2 separate regions of the Mus musculus genome follow, and region 1 is linked to region 2. The links are chromatin contacts, called in public Hi-C maps. All regions are on one chromosome and are shown on one strand. Each heading gives the region's core, a stretch centred on a gene start, on an enhancer-like site or on the middle of the called end of the contact. The rest is flanking DNA. Distances are from core to core; before and after follow the strand shown. Region 1 holds the start of Eif4ebp1 (eukaryotic translation initiation factor 4E binding protein 1). Region 2 holds the start of Alg11 (asparagine-linked glycosylation 11 (alpha-1,2-mannosyltransferase)).

Region 1 (4,412 bases), core at 1,071-3,570, 5.2 Mb after region 2:
ACTTCTGATCTTCCTGCTTATATCTCCCAAGTACAGGGAGAACCAGTATTGGCCACCGTACCTAGCTTCTTACATCCATTAAATATTTTACACTCCTTTATTTTGTGTGTGTACATACGGTGCATGTAAAAACATGTTATGGAGCTCATGTAGAGGGAAGAGGTAATTTTATGGGAATCTGTTCCCGAGCTCTCATAGGGATGAAACTCAGGTTAGATTTGGCAATAAGTACCTTTATCTGCTTGGTCATCTCAATCCCCCATATCCTTTTATATTCCATTAGAAGACTTGATATGAATGAGTGCCTGCTCTGAGAGAGGCAGAAATCACCATAGGCAAAATGGGTCTGCAAGAGAAAGAATTGAGCAGGGAATTTGTAAGAAAACTCTAAAACGATCATTCTCAGGGCCATGTGGTTCGCAAAGCCCAGGAGGGAAGCTTATCTTCCCTGGAAAGCTACTCAATGGAGCTACCAAGGCAGGGAAACGGTGCTTACCCTCAGGCTCAGGTCCCTCCTAGCTGTGGCTGTAGGCTTGTGGGCAATCATCTTTAACTCCTCAACTTATCCAAGTGCCTTAGGGGTAATAGAACACTGTCTTAGTCAGTGTTCTATTGCTGTGACGAGATACCATGACCACTGCAACTCTTATAAAAGAGCACATTCAATTGAGGTTTCTTGCTGTTTCAGAGGTTTAGTCCATTGTCATCATGGCAGGGAGCATGGTGGCACACAGGCAGACATGGTGCTGGAGATGTAGATGAGAGTTTCTTATTTGGGTCTGTAGGCAGCTGTAAGAGAGAGCCACTGGGCTTGGCTTGGCCAATTTTTTTTTGTTTTTTTTTTGTTTTTGTTTTTGTTTTTTTGTTTTTGTTTTTTTGAGACAGGGTTTCTCTGTGTAGCTCTGGCAGTCCTGGAACTCACTTTGTAGACCAGGCTGGCCTCGAACTCAGAAATCTGCCTGCCTCTGCCTCCCGAGTGCTGATCCCCCAACCTTCCCTTCCCGAGTTCTAGGATTATAAGCTTACAAAGTGCCACCACGTTCAGTTTTTATGTTGATGCTTCGGATTTAACCGTGGACTTAGTGTATACGTGGTAAACTGTCTACCAAGTGAGCTGTGTTCCAAGCTTCCCCTTCCCCGTGTTTTTTTTTCTCTCTCTCTTTCACGGTTTAAGACAGCGTCTTAACATGTCTGGCCCAGGCTGTGCATCAAACTCGCCACAACCATGTCTGCCCTCAGCTTTTCTGTAATGCTCCTGTCTCAGTTTCTCTGAGCTAGCATGCCCAGCTTAAGTCTCTCTCTCTTCTTTCTGTGTCTGAGACAGGGTTTTGCTGGGTAGCACAGGCTAGAATCCTCCTGCTTCAGTCTCCTCATTGCTGGGACAAGTGTGGACCACTTGAATGCTGAACTTGGATGTTGGACTTTATAAACAGGCCCTTCCCTGAAATCGTAGTTCCAGGAAATCTGGGGCCTCTAGAACAACCAAACAAGGCAAAAAGCAAAACCCCTTTCAACATGCTTCTCCCAAAGGGAGGAAGGTGGCCCAGTGTGTTCTCTCAGGCCAGCCCGGACAACAGTGAGAACAGGGTTCTGGCCCTCCCTCGGCTGTCAACTTGGGATCCTCCTAGGGCTTCAGCCTCCTCACGGTCGGGATTATAGGCATTTCCTACCATATGGAGATTGATTGACACAGACACTGTAACCGATTGGACATGCATTTTCCCTTCCCTCCCTAGTGACTACCAGACAAAGTGCTGGAGTGGAACCCAGTCCAAGTACTATGCGGATCTTTGACCGGTTAACTCTAATCCTCCCAGCCCACAGTACGCAGAGCTTCGATCCTGCCCATTCCTCATCAGATTTATATTCGGTTCCTAGCTGGCTGGCTAGGTCCCTCTTACTCTTCCACTACTCCTTCCAAGTCCAGGAATGTGCGCTGTGCAGCCGCTGCTCTGACTCCTAAAAACTGTAAAACTGTAAAAGCTGTAGAAACGTTAAGAATGGCGAAGGATCAGCCCACCCTTTCTTCTCTGAGGATCGGCCTGGGATCGAGAGGTCACATCCTAATATAGAAAGCAGGCGGTCTGGTGCGCTGAGACGCTGCCACCAAATCGGAGAGTTCTGCCACCGTCATCCCTACCTAGATCTTCCCAGAGTCTCGGGGAGGAACCAGGGAACCCAAGGGGCCCACACTGGGGTTCCTGCACTGGAGAGGACAGAAGCTGCCTAGGTCAGCAGCTGGGGAACCACTTGCAGGCAGCGGGCTGGGGCTGGGTGGGGCCGGGCGGACCGCAAGTCTCAGGGGGCGTGGAGCCCAGGCGGAAGGGGCGGGCCGGGCACGAGAAGGGCTGGGCCGAGGTGCCGCGGGGTTGCTGGAGGGTCGTGGGCGGCGTGCAGGAGACATGTCGGCGGGCAGCAGCTGCAGCCAGACTCCCAGCCGGGCCATCCCCACTCGCCGCGTAGCCCTCGGCGATGGCGTGCAGCTCCCGCCCGGGGACTACAGCACCACTCCGGGCGGCACGCTCTTCAGCACCACCCCGGGAGGTAGGCGCTGGCCGGGGTCACGGGCGACCTCGGGGGGCTGGAGGATACGTCGGGATCCGGAGTCTCACGTGCGACGGGGAGGGCGGCATTCGAGGGGTTCGGTAGCTGGCCAGAACGGACGAGGGGCGTCGGGAAAGCAGAAGGGTCACCGTCTCGGTTGCTCGCCTTCTGGGTGTGGTGGAGCGTGGTCTGGAACCCGGCTGCAAACTGCCTGCATTATTAGCCTTTTCCTGGGAGATACGGCAGAGTGCCCTGAGCATACAGATAGGCACTCTGCCAGGACCACCATGTGCTTAAGGGCGACCTCTGTGGGTGTCAGGGCAGTTTGGGGTGGGACAAGATCAGGGAAAGAGGCTGGCCTGGAGATTAAGTTTAGTTGATCTCCCTTGGAATAAGTGACGCCTGCACACTTTTTTTTTTTTTAACCTTTCCGGAGGCAGCCCTCTTTGCTTTGGACACTCGCTCATTAATGGAGGCTGGACGCTGAGGGTGCTTCTCTGCCACCTGTGGCTTGTGTTAAGAGAGAGATTCCTGCAGGGGCGGCGTCTGGTGTAGTGCAGAACAACACGTTCCTCGGGCCTGGGGGGCAGGGCACAGCGTTGAACTGGCCCAAGTGGCGGAGGATGAGGAAGAGGAAGCTGAGTTGGCGCGGGTGGGGGCCGGCCTCCGGGAACCAGGCATTCCCAGCTTGCCCTGGAGCCCCAGTATAGACGCTGATGAAACCTACCCGCCTGTTTGCATGATGAAATCCTCGTGGCTCACTACTTCCCTCCCAATCCTCGCGCCGCTCCCACCCACTTTTGCGCTTCTCCCCTCCCCGGTCTCCTCCCCCAACTACTCCTCTTACAACTCAAAAACAAGAGGAATCCTGGCGCGGTGATGAACCTTGGGCTACTGCTGGCGCAGCCGGGCCACATGCCTATTTTCTCGGGCAGCTGTCCCTGCACCAGGGAGCACAGCCAGATCCCAGAACCAAGGCACCGATGAAGGGATCTTGGAGCTCAGTCAGTGTCCACTGGGTTCTGTGATCTTCAGGACACAGCACCAAGGCCTCGCTGCTTGAGCACGTGTCTGTTGTGCATCGTCATGCTGAGTTCCTACACTCAGCAAGAAGTAGCAAGCAGGGCAGGGGGAGAAAGCCGGCTCCCTCTTATTAGAAACGGCCCAAAGGAAAAGTTTTCTGCAGGCTTCTGGCCTCCCGTTACTGGAGTTCTTCAACCCCGCTGGCCACTTTTTAGTTCACGCTGTTGCCCCTTTGTCTTTTCGCAGAACTTTGTGTTGAGCACAAAGTTTCACAGAGAGTTGAGTCCTTTTAGGCGAGGTGTGAATCAGGGTGTATTTTTTATTTTTATTTTTTATAGGCACCGATACAGACCTAAAGGCTCTGGGAAACGTTTATTTTCTCTCTTGCCCGTCCCTTTCTGGATGAACAGGTTAGCTGGGTAGCAATAGCCAGTACTGTTTGTAATGCACTCTGATCCACTTCTCACTGTGGTCTGCGAAGTGTCCGTTGGCAGACCAGGTAGTTCCCGTTGTCTTTGAAGAGGAAGGGGTTTCCTTAGAGTGTAGCATTTGCTTCTTAACTGAAAGAAAGCAGTGTCAGGTCCCCAAAGCCAGCTGGCCCTTGTCAGATTTTTGTTGCTGTTGTTGTTGTTTGTGTGTCACACAGTCCATAGCTCGAGGAAAGACTTGCTTGTTTCTGCCAAAGCCAGTTAATTTAAGGAGTGGGATCTTTTCCCAAAGGCCATTCATTCCAGGTCGCCTCTGCTAAAGGGCAGAAGCTTGACCCATTTGCTCCAGAATGTTTCTCATCACTTAGCACCCCAACGAGATACGGAATCCGAGTGCAGAGGTCTACAGGGTGAGTT
Region 2 (4,781 bases), core at 1,710-4,209:
AGGATGGTAGAGATCAGCAGGCCATAAAGTACTCCTGACATCTCCCCTAAAGGTGGGTGACAGTCTAGGGAGGGAAGAGTCTGGGATAAGTATTCTGGGGAATTTGGGTGAGGTGTGCCCCTATAGCAAAAGGTAGGTGAGTCTGCCTCCACAGATAGAAAATAGATCACCAGGTCATTAACAAAATCTACCCTCAGCTTTCTGGATGGAATGAAGGTATTTGATTTTTACACCCCTCCCCACTTGAGGAGACACCCCAGCTTGATTAACATTTCTGGTTCTCTTAGTGCTTCTCTGTGAGTAAAAAACCTTTGTGCCCCCAACACCTACCCCTGCTGGTAAATCGCACCCCTAAGCCATTCTATAGGAAAGTAAACTTCCCTAAAGGAAAGGTCTTAAGTCATAGCTGCATATAAAGGTCCTGGGACCTTAGCATTTCTGAAACAATATCCAAAAAAGCACGTGCTGAACCACAGCAAGGACAAAGTGGCAATAGAATGGTAACAGGCAGGTGAGGTCTGGAAATGCAGTCACTAGCAGAATGCTAGAGGCCCTGTGTTGGTCCTGAGCACAGAGTTAAGGCAAAAATCTATGTCAGAGCACAGAACCATGGGTTTGCCTTTCAGCACCGCAAAAAAACTGAATAAAGACAAAGTGGCACGGGTCCTAAGAATCGAACGAGTAAACACATGGGAGTAAAAACTAATACAGTGTCACGCATATAATAAGTTCAGTGACTTCGCCTAAAGCCATTATCAGTGTAATTCAGAAGCGGGTGAGGCCAACAAGAGACAGAGCAGTTAACCGACTGCTTCCACAGAGGAGCAGGTCTTCAATTTCACCTGATTAGATAAAGACTTTACTCTTTCAGGGGGACACTGACAAAGATAGGGGGCATCTCCTTCTCTGCTCTGGCCACCCCTACCCGGTGTGGGCTGTCTTCACACCTACTCAGCCACCTCTCTCCCTGCCTGTCCATTAACCTACACCCCTCTCATTCCTACACACCAGAGTCTACATGAATTTCACTAACAAGGGACGCTGGATAAAACTGCTGGATTAATTAGTTTCAGAGACCTGAACAAAAGGAGCAAGCTCCAATCCAGCAATCCAGACCTAAAGAAATACGCCCAGTATTAAATTCGATGTCAATAACCAAGTGTAAGGCCAGTTGAATGGCTCGATGAGTGGATGCACACAATCTTGAAGCCCTAGGACCTGTTTGCTGAAAGGAGGGAAAACCAACTCCTGGACGTCTTCTGCTGACCTCTCACGCCTAGATTCTCTCCCCCTCCATTCTTCCCCATATACACATAAAACAAATAAATAAATGCTTTAAAAAAAAAAAAGACTCAAGTACAAGTAGGGCAAGATGGCTCAGTGGGTAAAGGCACTAGCTTTTAAACCCGACGACCCGACACACTGACACACATGGTGGGAAAAGCAGCACTAAGTCCAGCAAGATGCCCCTAACCTCCATCACACACACACACACACACACACACACACACAACAATTCAAGTGCAAAGATCACGTCAACTGGGAAAGAAAGGAAGCAATCGCCATGACCACCCAAGAGGGAACCACCAACAGACTATGGGGAACACCTATGACACTCTGGGAAACAATCTACAAAGTATAACTAATTGGAAAAAAAAAGTTCCGAGAACATAAAACGTGATTTCAATTAAGCTAGACAAAATATTTTAAAACAATGCACAAATCTTCAAGAATTCATCATATGCCTGCGACCTATACAAGTTTCAGTAAGTATTTGTTGATTGAAAACGCACATGAAGAAAAGAAAAACAGACCTGCTTTTCATGTTAAATATTCTACGCTGTTTGCATCTCTAAGAGGCTGCATTAATTAACCCCCTGTATTATTAAATGAATGCCTTCAAGGTACAGGACTTGGATGTAGACCTTTTGAGGAGCATTAGCCAGGCATTAGCGAGGTATTAGCACTCCCAGGAGCAACTAGAGTTTTTATACAGCAAGCCCACGCTCAAGAGCTCTTTAATAAGGACCGGGGAAAGTTCTGGGCTCGAAATCGTTGTACACCAGAGGGCTAGTGGCACCCTTGATCTAGAGGGTTTTCCTCCCGGGTTCTCAGGGGTACGTGTCCACAGTCACGAGCCCTGGAGGAACCGAGGAGAAAAGCGCTTTGAGCAGGTGCGTACACGCTGCGGTCAGGCAAAGGAAACTTACTTTCCGACTGGCCTCTTTGGCTGTGACCTGTCTCTCCTGTTCAGGCATCGTCCCCACAGACGCCAAGTTCTTCCTGGGATCCATCCCCGAGCCCAAAGGTCACCTGGTTGGGGGGAGGGAAGGGCGACTTTACAAGCCAGGGAGAGGAGGCGCGAAGAAGCGCATCCGTGGTTCCTGGGGAACACAGGGCTCAGATCTCCCAGCCCCGGCGCTGCGGACTACGGACAGCGAGGTCCGCGGTGCGCTGCAGATAGGGTGCAGCGAGGACCACAGTCTCAGGACGCCCGCTCCAGCGCAGCCCCCTCTCCACCCCGCGCCCCGCTACTGCGGCCGCTGGGGACTCGCCGACACCTCTGAAAGAGCGGACTCTGTACTGGAAGATTAGCTCGTCGCCCGCCCGGACCTCCCATTGGGTCCCAACCGGCTGGCAGCGCCGCGGTGGGGGCAGGGCTGGGCGCCCTCAAGGGGGCTTCCAGACGGGAGGGGGGGGAGCGAAGTGGGCGGGGCGAGTGGGGTGGGAGGGGCGAGAGAGCCGGCTGTCCATCACAAGCCACGCCCCACCACCGCCACCGCAGCGGCGTGGCCCAAGTGGGATGGGCCCGTGTGCGCCCCGCCTGTGGGAAGCGGCTATTAGGCAACCTGCAGGAAGGCGTGTAAGCGGGGGGCGTGGCTAACGGCACACGCTTCCTCAGGAGCCAATAGGATAGAAGAACAGGCAAGCGCTTCCGGGCTGTGAGAGGGGAGGGTGGGATAAGATGGCGGCGGACACTGGGAGCTGGTGCGTGTACGCCGTGCTGCGGTGAGGATCTGGTGGCCTGAGCTCACGAGGGCGTGGAGGGTTTGGAGGCAGTCCAGATAAAGTCTGTAGAAGCGCTTTCTTCGTGCCTCGGTTTACCTCGGTTGTTTCGCATGCCGATCAGCTGTTTTCCTTAACTGGCTACCTGCTGCTTCGTAAACCAGTTGGTTGACTCTCTGCTACTTGACCATCTGTTGATTTCTTCTTTCCTGGTTGATGTTTAAAGTTGTAAATATATTGGTTTTGCCTTTGAGATACATATCGTTTCTTATGTAAGAATTACATAAAGTTGGTAGAAATAAACAGGAATGTTAACCACCCGGTGGTCACTACTATTGTAATAGTTCCATATTTCAAAAGTTGTTTCTGCCCTATGAAAGCCTACCTAAGTTCATATGTGTTTTTGTTCAGGTTGAACATTTATAGCTAGCGAAATAGCGTTCTGAAGAGCAGTGGATACATGCATTCTTGCCAGAGTTTGTATTACATCTTCCTTTCTGAGCTGTCTGCTTCAAGGTCTGTAGTGATTGCTAAAAATATGAATAGGCTAGTTTGTTCTAGCACATTCTTGGCCTTTTCCCGATAAATGGAATGCTGCCAGCTCTGTACAGTGTACATTGTCATGAGTGACTTTCTGCATTATAATGGTCATTGATAAGTAATTCAAAGCTTTGGATTACAGTTACCTTTCTTCCAAGCATTTGGTTTAAATATGGGTATGTATTGGCTAGGAATCAAGTGTTTACCTAACATCTTTGAGGCCCTGAATCACCAGTCATCACCACTAAGGGGAAAAAAATTAATTTTTTTTGTTTTTTTGTTTTGTTTTGTTTTTGTTTTTCGAGACAGGGTTTCTCTGTATAGTCCTGACTGTCCTGGAGCTCACTTTGTAGACCAGGCTGGCCTCAAACTCAGAAATCCTCCTGCCTCTGCCTCTCAAGTGCTGGGATTAAAGGCATGTGCCACCACCGCCCGGCACTTTTTTTTTAAATAATTTTTTTAGCAGACTTAGGAGCTACAGAACTTAATATTAAGCAAGTGTGTAAAAAGTAAACCTTAGTTTGTAGCTGACTTTTTAAATTGACAACAGGTTGATTTTCACCTTTTATTTATCTCAGGTTTTTCTATTCACTCTTCTTTCCTGGACTGATGATATGCGGAGTTTTGTGTGTATATTTGGTCATTGGCCTTTGGGTTATCAGGTGGCATCTACAGAGAAAGAAGAAGTCTGTGTCGACCAGCAAAAATGGAAAAGAACAAACGGTGGTTGCATTTTTCCATCCATACTGTAATGCAGGTGGCGGAGGAGAGAGAGTTCTGTGGTGTGCTTTGAGAGCCCTGCAGAAAAAGTAGGTATGCATCTTTCTTAGCTCAAACACAGCGCTACTGCTTGCTAAGATCATACTGAATTTTAGTTTCCACAGATTTCAGTGTTGCAGAGCTGTTATCCCAACTTACCTGGAGTCTAAAGTGGGAGGATTATTGGAGCCCAGGAGTCATAAGCCAGCCTGGGCAACATGAGAAGTACCTTTTAAAATGGGAATTTAAAAAGAAAAAAGAAAAAGTTAGCTTTTAAAACATGCTTTTATTTCTCAGATGAACAAAACCTGTCTAAGACTAGACCCTTCAAGACCCCATCCTAGGCGGAGAGGAACTCACAATGTCCCTTTAGTGAAGTGCTAACGTCAGTTAATGCTTGCTGGAGATGGGGGACTCATACTGCTTTGTGCTGTAGCCACTTGTAAGTTGCCTTTGTTTAAAACTCTCCCCCTGGG

Evidence for each region. A called contact is a pair of places that touch in the nucleus more often than the background predicts.
Region 1: a Hi-C map of muscle stem cells shows a contact between it and region 2, with 4 times the contacts expected there. The contact joins the promoter of Eif4ebp1 here to the promoter of Alg11 in region 2. A contact is called at or near these places in 1 of 39 promoter capture datasets (pre-B cells) and 1 of 484 Hi-C or Micro-C datasets (muscle stem cells).

Annotation. Positions count from the first base shown.
Region 1 is chr8:27,258,007-27,262,418 of GRCm38.p6, forward strand. Eif4ebp1 (eukaryotic translation initiation factor 4E binding protein 1) reads left to right here and starts at 2,321. Exons shown (of 3, transcript NM_007918.3): 1 at 2,321-2,544. The coding sequence starts at 2,403.
Region 2 is chr8:22,057,762-22,062,542 of GRCm38.p6, forward strand. Alg11 (asparagine-linked glycosylation 11 (alpha-1,2-mannosyltransferase)) reads left to right here and starts at 2,960. Exons shown (of 4, transcript NM_001243161.1): 1 at 2,960-3,009; 2 at 4,125-4,355. The coding sequence starts at 2,966. It overlaps Atp7b (ATPase, Cu++ transporting, beta polypeptide), which reads right to left and starts at 2,313. Exons shown (of 21, transcript NM_007511.2): 1 at 2,211-2,313. The coding sequence starts at 2,294.